Regions from separate parts of the Pan troglodytes genome. Here region 1 is linked to region 2. Evidence: chromatin contacts called from public HiChIP or PLAC-seq data. All regions are on one chromosome and are shown on one strand. The core of a region is the stretch at or near the end of the contact, and the rest is flanking DNA. Distances in the headings are between cores, read along the strand shown.

The links. HiChIP or PLAC-seq counts read pairs in DNA pulled down with a chosen protein or histone mark.
Region 1: a contact with region 2 is called in an H3K4me3 HiChIP or PLAC-seq map of stem cell-derived excitatory neurons, with 2.1 times the contacts expected there. The contact joins the promoter of CCNO here to the promoter of SLC38A9 in region 2. A contact is called at or near these places in 1 of 7 Hi-C or Micro-C datasets (stem cell-derived neural progenitor cells) and 1 of 1 datasets of contacts at active chromatin or transcription factors (stem cell-derived excitatory neurons).

What each region holds. Positions count from the first base shown.
Region 1 is chr4:59,418,605-59,422,750 of NHGRI_mPanTro3-v2.0_pri, forward strand. It overlaps CCNO (cyclin O), which reads left to right and starts at 2,647. Exons shown (of 3, transcript XM_001147153.6): 1 at 2,647-4,146. The coding sequence starts at 3,806. LOC107974739 (a long non-coding RNA gene) reads right to left here and starts at 3,481. Exons shown (of 7, transcript XR_010156925.1): 1 at 3,312-3,481.
Region 2 is chr4:58,936,890-58,941,391 of NHGRI_mPanTro3-v2.0_pri, forward strand. SLC38A9 (solute carrier family 38 member 9) reads left to right here and starts at 2,603. Exons shown (of 18, transcript XM_009449151.5): 1 at 2,603-2,810; 2 at 3,528-3,575.

The sequences.
Region 1 (4,146 bases), core at 1,397-3,896, 480 kb after region 2:
TCAGATAAACAACACATCATCTTTTAGTATAATATGTTCCCTGCTATTATATACTAACTAATGAATAGTTTTTTCTTATAAATATGTCCCATGCAATATTTGGGACATACTCAATGCTCAACATTTTTTTATTTGACATTCGAATTAACCCTGGGTCCTGTATTTTATCTATCAACCCTAAATCCAGTAAATCCTCTATCAGTAATCCTTTACCACGCAGTAATCATTTAAACAAGTGCAACAAGTGGTTCTTTGTTCCCCCAACTACTATGCAGCTCTGTGAGGGCAGGGCCGTGCAGTCTTACAGTTTTAGACCCAGCACCTGGCACAGCAGGCATTCCAGAAGACTGAGGAATACATCCATCAAGCCAAAGCTCAAGCACCACCTGTTGGGAATTGACTCTAACTATAGGCAAACTCCCTGGGAGTGCAAAGCATTTTCAGCGTGGTGCAAAGACAGTCTCACGTCCACAGATGGATCAAATGATGGTGCTTTTTTTTCAGAATAGCTCCAGTGTGGCCAGGCGCGGTGGCTCACGCCTGTAATCGCAGCATTTTGGGAGACCGAGTCGGGCAGATCACCTGAGGTCAGGAGTTCAAGACCAGCCTGGCCAACATGGTGAGACCCTGTCGCTACAAAAATACAAAAATTAGCCAGGGATGATGTCAGGTGCCTGTAATCCCAGCTACTCAGGAGCCTGAGGCAGGAGGATCGCTTGAACCTGGGAGGCGGAGGTTGCAGTGACCCCAGATCATGCCACTGCACTCCAGCCTGGGGGACAGGGCAACACTCCGTCTCAAACAAACAAAAAGAATAGCTCCAGTGTGATAATACTGTTGACTCCCCAATGACAGCTTTAAGGTGACCCGACTATTTTACGTTCAAAAAGGACATTGAATTTTCACATCTATTTTACTTGACCCTCAAGGCAAATAATATCCATATTTAACAGATGAGGAAATGGAGACTCAGAGGGGGAAATGTCCTGCCTAAGATAACCAATAAAAGAGCCACAGTTTTGCCCTCAGGAGTTGACTTCACTAATTAGATTTTCAAAAAAAAGAAAAAATAGGCTAGGCATGGTGGCTCACGCCTGTAATTCCAGTACTTCTGGAGGCTGAGGCAGGTGGATCACGAGGTCAAGAGATCAAGACCATCCTGGCCAACATGGTGAAACCTGGTCTCTACTAAAAATACAAAAATTAGCCGAGTGTGGTGGTGTGCACCTGTAGTCCCAGCTACTCAGGAGGCTGAGGCAGAAGAATCACTTGAACTCGGGAGGCGGAGGTTGCAGTGAGCTCAGATCTCACCACTGCATTCCAGCCTGGCAACAGAGTGAGACTCCGTCTTAAAAAAAGAAAAAGAAAAAAATAGATGGCTGGGCACGGTGGCTCACGCCTGTAATCCCAGCACTTTGGGAGGCCAAGGCGGGAGGATCACCTGAGGTTGGGAGTTCAAGACCAGCCTAATATGGAGAAACCCCCGTCTCTACTAAAAATACAAAATTAGCCAGGCACGGTGGCGCATGCCTGTAATCCCAGCTACTAGAGAGGCTGAGGCAGGAGAATCGCTTGAACCCAGGAAGCAGAGGTTGCGGTGAGCTGAGATCATGCCATTGCACTCCAGCCTGGGCAACAAGAGCAAAACTCTGTCTCAAAAAGAAAAAAAAAATAGATGAAAGCATAATTAGAATTTAAAAAGAAAAAAAAGGAAAAAGGAGTTGACTTCCTGCTCTTTTCACTTTACCACACTAGCCACCTGGGCCAATATGAAAAAATCAGAATTCCTGGATTCTTTCTTCTCACCCAGAAAGCTTCTCTAGGAAGAAGTCTGGTATCTGAGTCCTCTCCACAGGTTCAATTGCTCCTCCCATAATGTTGCTCCTCCCAACAATAGTCTGAGAGACAGTAAGGCCTGGCACCACTCCCAGTGTTTCTTAGCTCGTCTCCCATGTTAGAGATGAGATTATTTATTTATTTATTTTTCTTTTGAGACGGAGTGTTGCTGTGTTGCCCAGGCTGGAGTGCAGTGGCATGATCTTGGCTCACTATAACCTCCCCCTCCCAGGTTCAGGCGATTCTCGATTCTCGTGCCTCAGCCTCCCAAGTAGCTGGGATTACAGGTGTGTGCTATCACCCCCAGCTAATTTTTGTATTTTTAGTAGAGATGGGGTTTCACCATGTTGGCCAGGCTGGTCTCAAACTCCTGACCTCATGTGATCCACCTGCCCTGGTCTTCCAAAGTGCTGGGATTACAGTCGTGAGCCACCACGCCCGGCCCAAATGACATTATTTAGGGCAGAATAGAGAGCTTGCTCAGAGTTATGGGGAAATAGGAGGAACAGTGGTCAGAACCCAAAATCCATTCCTTTTCTTTCACCTGCATCTCTAGGAGACACCATCCCACCATCTACTAAATTTTCATAGACAGAAACTTGCACTTTCAGCAGACACATTTATCAGCTTTCTTCTGGAATGAGGTTAGGTGGCTGAACCTGCTCTTGGTTTGGCACCCAGTAGCCTCGCCTCTGGAAAACACCAGGGTTGAGGGTACCTGAGCTTTCTGCCGTTGCTAAGTGCCTGTGAGGTTGATTATGGGCTACTTGTGCTCCTGCAGCCCCTTCTCCTATAGGGTCAGAGACCCTCAGGAAGATTCACTCAGGCCACAGAAGGGCTCCAGCTTCTACCAGGACAGGAGTCTGTGGACTAAACCCGAGGCGCCTTGAGGAAACTGCCACGCCCGGTCGGCCTGGGCGTCCCCATTCCAGCTTTAATTTCCCTGAGTTTATCACCCTGAAGGAGCGGACGCAGGAAGCAGGGAAAAACCAAGGACTGGGCTGCCGGCGGGGCAGAAGGCCAGAAGCTAATGACCTAAAACGGAACAGGCTGTGAGCAATTCGATCAAACTCGAAATGCAACTTTCCAACAATGTTCTTAAACCGCTGTAGCCCCAGCTTGCTTGGCTTGGGGTGAAAAGTGTGGGAGAAAGTCTTCACGGCCTGCAGACTTGCTTGCCGACTGAGGTTGATCCGGCAGTTTTCCGTTTTGTTTTGAGCGCGAAAGCCGTGGCTGGCTGGTGGAGCTCCAATCTATTCCGCAGCACAAACGGCCCTTCTGAGGCTCTGCTCCCCGAGGCTGGCGGAAGGAAGGGCACTGGCTACTCCGGTACCCACCGAAACAAAACCGACAAACGCAACCGAATTAACACTATTGCTTGTTTGGGTCACTGAAGAAAACTTTTCCTGTGTCGACAGAATTCTAGCCCGACTTTCGTTTGGAACTCAGGATCAGACCTTTACAAAATTACCGACCTGGGTTAGAGGTGCCCGCACGTGTCGAGACCATCTGGCCAAGGACAGAGAGATGCCCCCTGGGAGAATGTTTTAACCGGCGCAGCGGAGCCGCTTGGCTGCGCCCGCCGCAGCCCTACTCCGTGCGCCGGGCTCCGCAGTGACCCGGGCTGCCGCAGCGACCCGGGCTCCGGTTGCCCAGGTAACGCAGGACGCAGGCGCGAAAGGCGGGTGCCTGGCGCGCGCTGCAGCTCCCCCTCCCCCCGGCGGGCCGCGGAGGCGACGCGCTGCCTGCGCCCTGAGGCGAGTGGTTCTCCAGCCGGAAAATCGCGGCTCCGGTGCCGCTCTGGGCTCAGCCAGTGAGAGGCCGGGGGTGTGGTAGAGAGAAGGAGCCGGCCAGGTACTTAGGACCGCGCCAGCCTCTGAGCCCGGCCTCCTTCGCACTTTCGAGTGCGCGTTTGCTGCCCGCCGCAGCCCGGGCGTTGAAGGTAGTAAAGCGGCCACCCGGCCGCATCATGGTGGCCCCCTGTCCCACCAGCCCCTCGAGCCCCGCCGCCCGAGCGGGGAGGCGGGACAACGACCAGAACCTTCGCGCCCCGGTGAAGAAGAGCAGGCGTCCGCGCCTCCGGAGGAAGCAGCCGCTGCATCCCCTGAACCCGTGCCCGCTCCCAGGAGACTCCGGCATTTGCGACCTGTTCGAGTCCCCCAGCTCCGGCTCAGACGGCGCAGACAGCCCCTCTGCGGCGCGGGGTGGTAGCCCCCTGCCCGGCCCGGCCCAGCCCGTGGCGCAGCTAGATCTACAGACCTTCCGCGACTACGGCCAGAGCTGCTACGCCTTCCGCAAGGCGCGGGAGAG
Region 2 (4,502 bases), core at 1,353-3,852:
TCCCAGTCTTTGCCAGTTAGCTATGTGTTGTGGCACCCCTTCAATGCTTAACGAGGTAGTTTACAACGCCACCTTAGCCTTCACTTCCTGCTTGCATGAAAGCTGACGGTCAGTCAGAGGTGAGAGTTTACGGTGTTCTTAGGTTTTTCTCTGAGTATGCATCCAGACCAGGGCATGCCGATGGCCTTCTAGATTCCCCAGAATAAAATGAAGCTTTCCAAAGCCTTTATTCCCCCAACTATCTCCTTCTCCAGCCTCTTCCTTCCCAGGATTTTTGGTCTGTTTATTGCTTGTCCTGGCTTTCATACCTTGCTTTCTGTGACACTGGCTGTTTGCCTTTAATGTTTTTGACAAACACTGCCTGGGAAGCTGCCTGAGCCCTGAGGAAGCTCTGAGGCAGGTGAAACAAAGGCAAGCCGTTGAGTTGAACCTTCAGGAAACCATCAGAGAGGTCAAAACACACCTACAATTCCTTGAGGATAAGGTCCATAGTGCTCCCTCTGGTGCCAGCAACCCACACCAGGAATGTGGCTGCCATCTTCAAGGCCACTGACAACTTGGAGAGTAGAAGATGACCACAGAACTCTCTTACCAAAATTCAGCAGTTTTTTCTTCATTACATGTTCCCCTGGATTTTGTGAGTTTTTTTTTTATCAGTTTCAGAGTTTCCAAAAAAGGTGCTCCTGACAGTTTTGCCAGCTTATTCATTTTCGAGTTCCCTACTTTTTTCCCATTTTTTGCTGACATCATTTCATACTATTTACTTTTGTGTTTCCCAGCCTTGCTTGAAATTATTTTCTCAGCCTGGAATGCAGAAAAAAAAGAAAGGTTGCTATCACTGAAACTATCAAAAGAATGTATTACTGACTTGTGTTACTTGACCAGCCCTGACTTGAAGGCAGGGCCAATGAGCAGTTAAAAAAGTTTTTGAACAAGAATACCATCAGCAAAACAACTTTTATCTCCCTTAAAGACAACATTCATTAAATCGTTTGCCTTGCATTTGTCAAGCCCTCCATAATAGACGCAATGTTTGAGAGCACGCAGGCTTTGGGATAAGATCTTAGTATGAATTCCAGATCTTCCGCCACTTAGTAGTTGTTTAGCCTTGTACAAGGCACTTAAATTCTCTGGGACTATTTCCTTTTCTGTAAGACAGGAAAAATACACATTTCTAGAGCTGTGATAAAGACTTAAAGAGATATTATCATTTCCAGAACTGTGGTAAAGACTTAAAAAGATATACATATAAAATTCTTGGCATTCAATGTTAGCTATTTGTTAAATTTGAATTTTTATTTTATTTCATTTTAGAGATGGAGTCTCGCTCTGTCGCCCATGCCAGAGTGCAGTGGCACAATCTTAGCTCATTGCAACCTCCGCCTACCGGATTCAAGCGATTCTCCTGCCTCAGCCTCCAGAGTAGCTGGGATTACAGGTGCACACCACCACGCCTGGCTAATTTTTGTATTTTTAGCAGAGATGGGTTTCACCATGTTGGTCAGGCTGGTCTCAAACTCCTGACCTTGTGATCTGCCCTCCTCAGCCTCCCAAAGTGCTGCAATTACAGGTGTGAGCCACCGCACCCAGCCTAAATTTGAATTTTCAAGTTTAGGTTTTTTGTTTTGTTTCGTTTTGTTTTTGAGACAGGGTCTTGCTCTGTCACCCAGGCTGCAGTGCAGTGGCACCATCATACCTCACTGCAGCCTTAACTCTTGGCCTCAAATGATCCTCCTGCCTCAGCATCCCAAGTAAGCTTGACTACAGGCAGGTGCCACCCTGCCCAGTTAATTTTTTAAATTCTTTTGTAGAAATGGGGTCTCCCTATGTTGCCCAGACTGGTCTCCAACTCCTGGCCTCAAGTGATTCTCCCACCTCAGCCTCTCAAAATGCTGAGATTACAGGCATAAGCCACGGAGCCGGCCTAAATTTTTAGTTTTCTGGCATTACAGACACTGTTTCTTCTGGTTTAAAAAGAAAAAAGAAAAAGAAACAAAAAGAGCCACTGGCTTCCTTTGTAAGAAGAGCTTAGGGTGGCCATATGCTTTTCAGGGACTGACCTTGAACTGATTTTCATAACAAGCACATTAATTTTACTTAGACTGTATGTTTACTTGGGGAGGTTTTGGGGAAAATTGCTGGGTATGTGGGGTGGGCCTCTAAAATCCTTCTAAAGCCCCTTTTAGCCTAGAGACTAATTTGCAAACACATTTTAAAAAAACAAACCCAAATATCTAGACGACGGAGGGAGCATGCCAACTCAACAGTTTTTTCAAACCAGCTTCCCTTTGTGTCTGTAGGGTCCAAGGTCGTAACCAGATCATACAACACGCGCCAGGAAAGCCCAAAAGAGGGGTGATCCCTCGATGGAGGTGCCGCATCAGCGTTTTCTCACGTGGCCTCCGGGGCTCTATGAATGGCAAGAGATTGCATTCTTTCTACTACCCCTCCCAGCCTCCAGCCGGGACAAGGAACTAGAGCAAACTCGGGGTTGCAGTTCCGACTGGACTCGCCCACCTGGGCGCGCCGGCTGCCCAGCCTCCTGAAGCCTCGGGGCTGGGCCCTGCGGTGATGGGCGTGCTGGCCGTCGCAGAGCCCTCTGGGAGTTGTAGTCCGTAGCGGCGAGAGGTTTGACAGCGACCGCGGGCTTGGCGCATTCAGAACTCCAACTCCCGCCGGCCCCTGCGACCCAGGCTGTTGCCGCTTCCTGTTTGGACTAGGAGCCCCGCGGTCGCAAATTGCGAGAATTTGGGAAGGGAATCTTTATCTTCTCGTCTAGTTCTCCGAGGTTGAAGGCTTGGCCTGCTCAGGTAGATCACGTTCCCACGTCTAGCAAACTCGCCCCTCGGGGAGGTGGGAAGGTATCCGAGGGAAGGCGGCGGGAAGGGTTGAGGTTGGGGCGAAGCCGGCTGTCACCTGGGATAGTTCTTTGCAGCGCATCGGAACCGTCTCTTCTTTTGGGGCTCAGGGAGGCCATAGCCTGGAGCCGCGGAGACTGCTCCGGAGGCACGGCGCGCGCTCCTCAAGGGCTCAGGGAAAGAAAGTCAGGAGTCCCTTGGGGTCTGAGGGAATCCGAGTGTCTATGGGAGTCGGTGTCAGCTGGAGCCTTAGAGAAAAGATAGGGTTGGGGTAAATGAACACCCTGACCCTCGGGTGAGAGAAGGAGGGAGTAAGAGAATTGTGGGACTTGCAGGAATGGGAGCACCCTTCTTTCTCTCTCTTGAGATAGGGTCTTGCTCCGTCGCTTGGGCTTGAGTGAGGTGGCGCGATCACGGCTGGGAGCACCTTTCTCCATCCCGAGTTGGGGACATCTAGAGGGGGAACATGAGGGAGGAACCCCCTTTGGGCCTTGAGCTAGGACCACAGATGGGGTAAGGGCCATGACTGGTAAGCCCTCGCCACGCTTTTCACACGACTCAGTTGTGAGAGTGAGTGTGTTGATAGTGGGTAGCTTGACATCTCAGCATAGTAAAGCTGGAAGAGGGGTTTGAGAGCAGCTAGTCAAGCGCATTCACCTCATTTTACAGAGAAGGAAACTGAGGTCCACCGAGTTGGAGAAACCCACTCAACACCAGGTAACCATTTAATGGCAAACTCGACCAACACCTAATTGTCATGACTCCCAGGCAGTGTCTTATCCATTGCCGTGCTCTGTAGATGAGCACACTATAAGTTGTAAGTTGTACCTCCACCTTGTTTTCTTTTTTCTTTTCTTTTCTTTCTTTTTTTTTTTTTTCAGACAAGAGTCTCGCTCTGTCGCCCAGGCTGGAGTGCAGTGGAGTGATCTCGGCTCACTGCAACCTCCGCCTCCCTGGTTCAAGCGATTCTCGTGCCTCACCCTCCTGAGTAGCTAGGATTACAGCTGCCCGCCACCACGCCCCGCTAATTTTTGTATTTTTAGTAGAAACGGGGTTTCACCATGTTGGCCAGGCTGGTCTTGAACTCCTGATCTCAAGTGATCCGCCTGCCTTGGCCTCCCAAAGTGCTGGGATTACAGGCGTGGGCCACTGCGCCCAGCCTCTTTTTTCTTTTTAATACCTTCAGACATGACAAAGATCTGACATATGTAGGATAGGCAGCTGCTGAGGAGAAAGATTTTTTAAAAACGTTTCGGCCAGGTGCCGTGGCTCACACCTGTAATCCCAGCACTTTGGGAGGCTGAGGCAGGCAGATCATGAGGTCAAGAGATCAAGACTATCCTGGCCAATATGGTGAAACCCCGTCTCTACTAAAAAAAAATACCAAAATTAGCCAGGTGTGGTGGCACATGCCTGTAGTCCCAGCTACTCAGGAGGCTGAGGCAGGAGAATCGCTTGAACCCAGGAGGCGGAGGTTGCAGTGAGCTGAGATCGTGCAACCGCACTCCAGCCTGGTGACAGAGTGAGGCTCCGTCTCAAAAAAAAACAAAAACAAAAACTAAACAAAAAAATTTCAATAGGTCAAAATTACCCATGTCCTAACTTGAGAAAAATCTCTCTGCCTCATAAACAACTACAAACTTC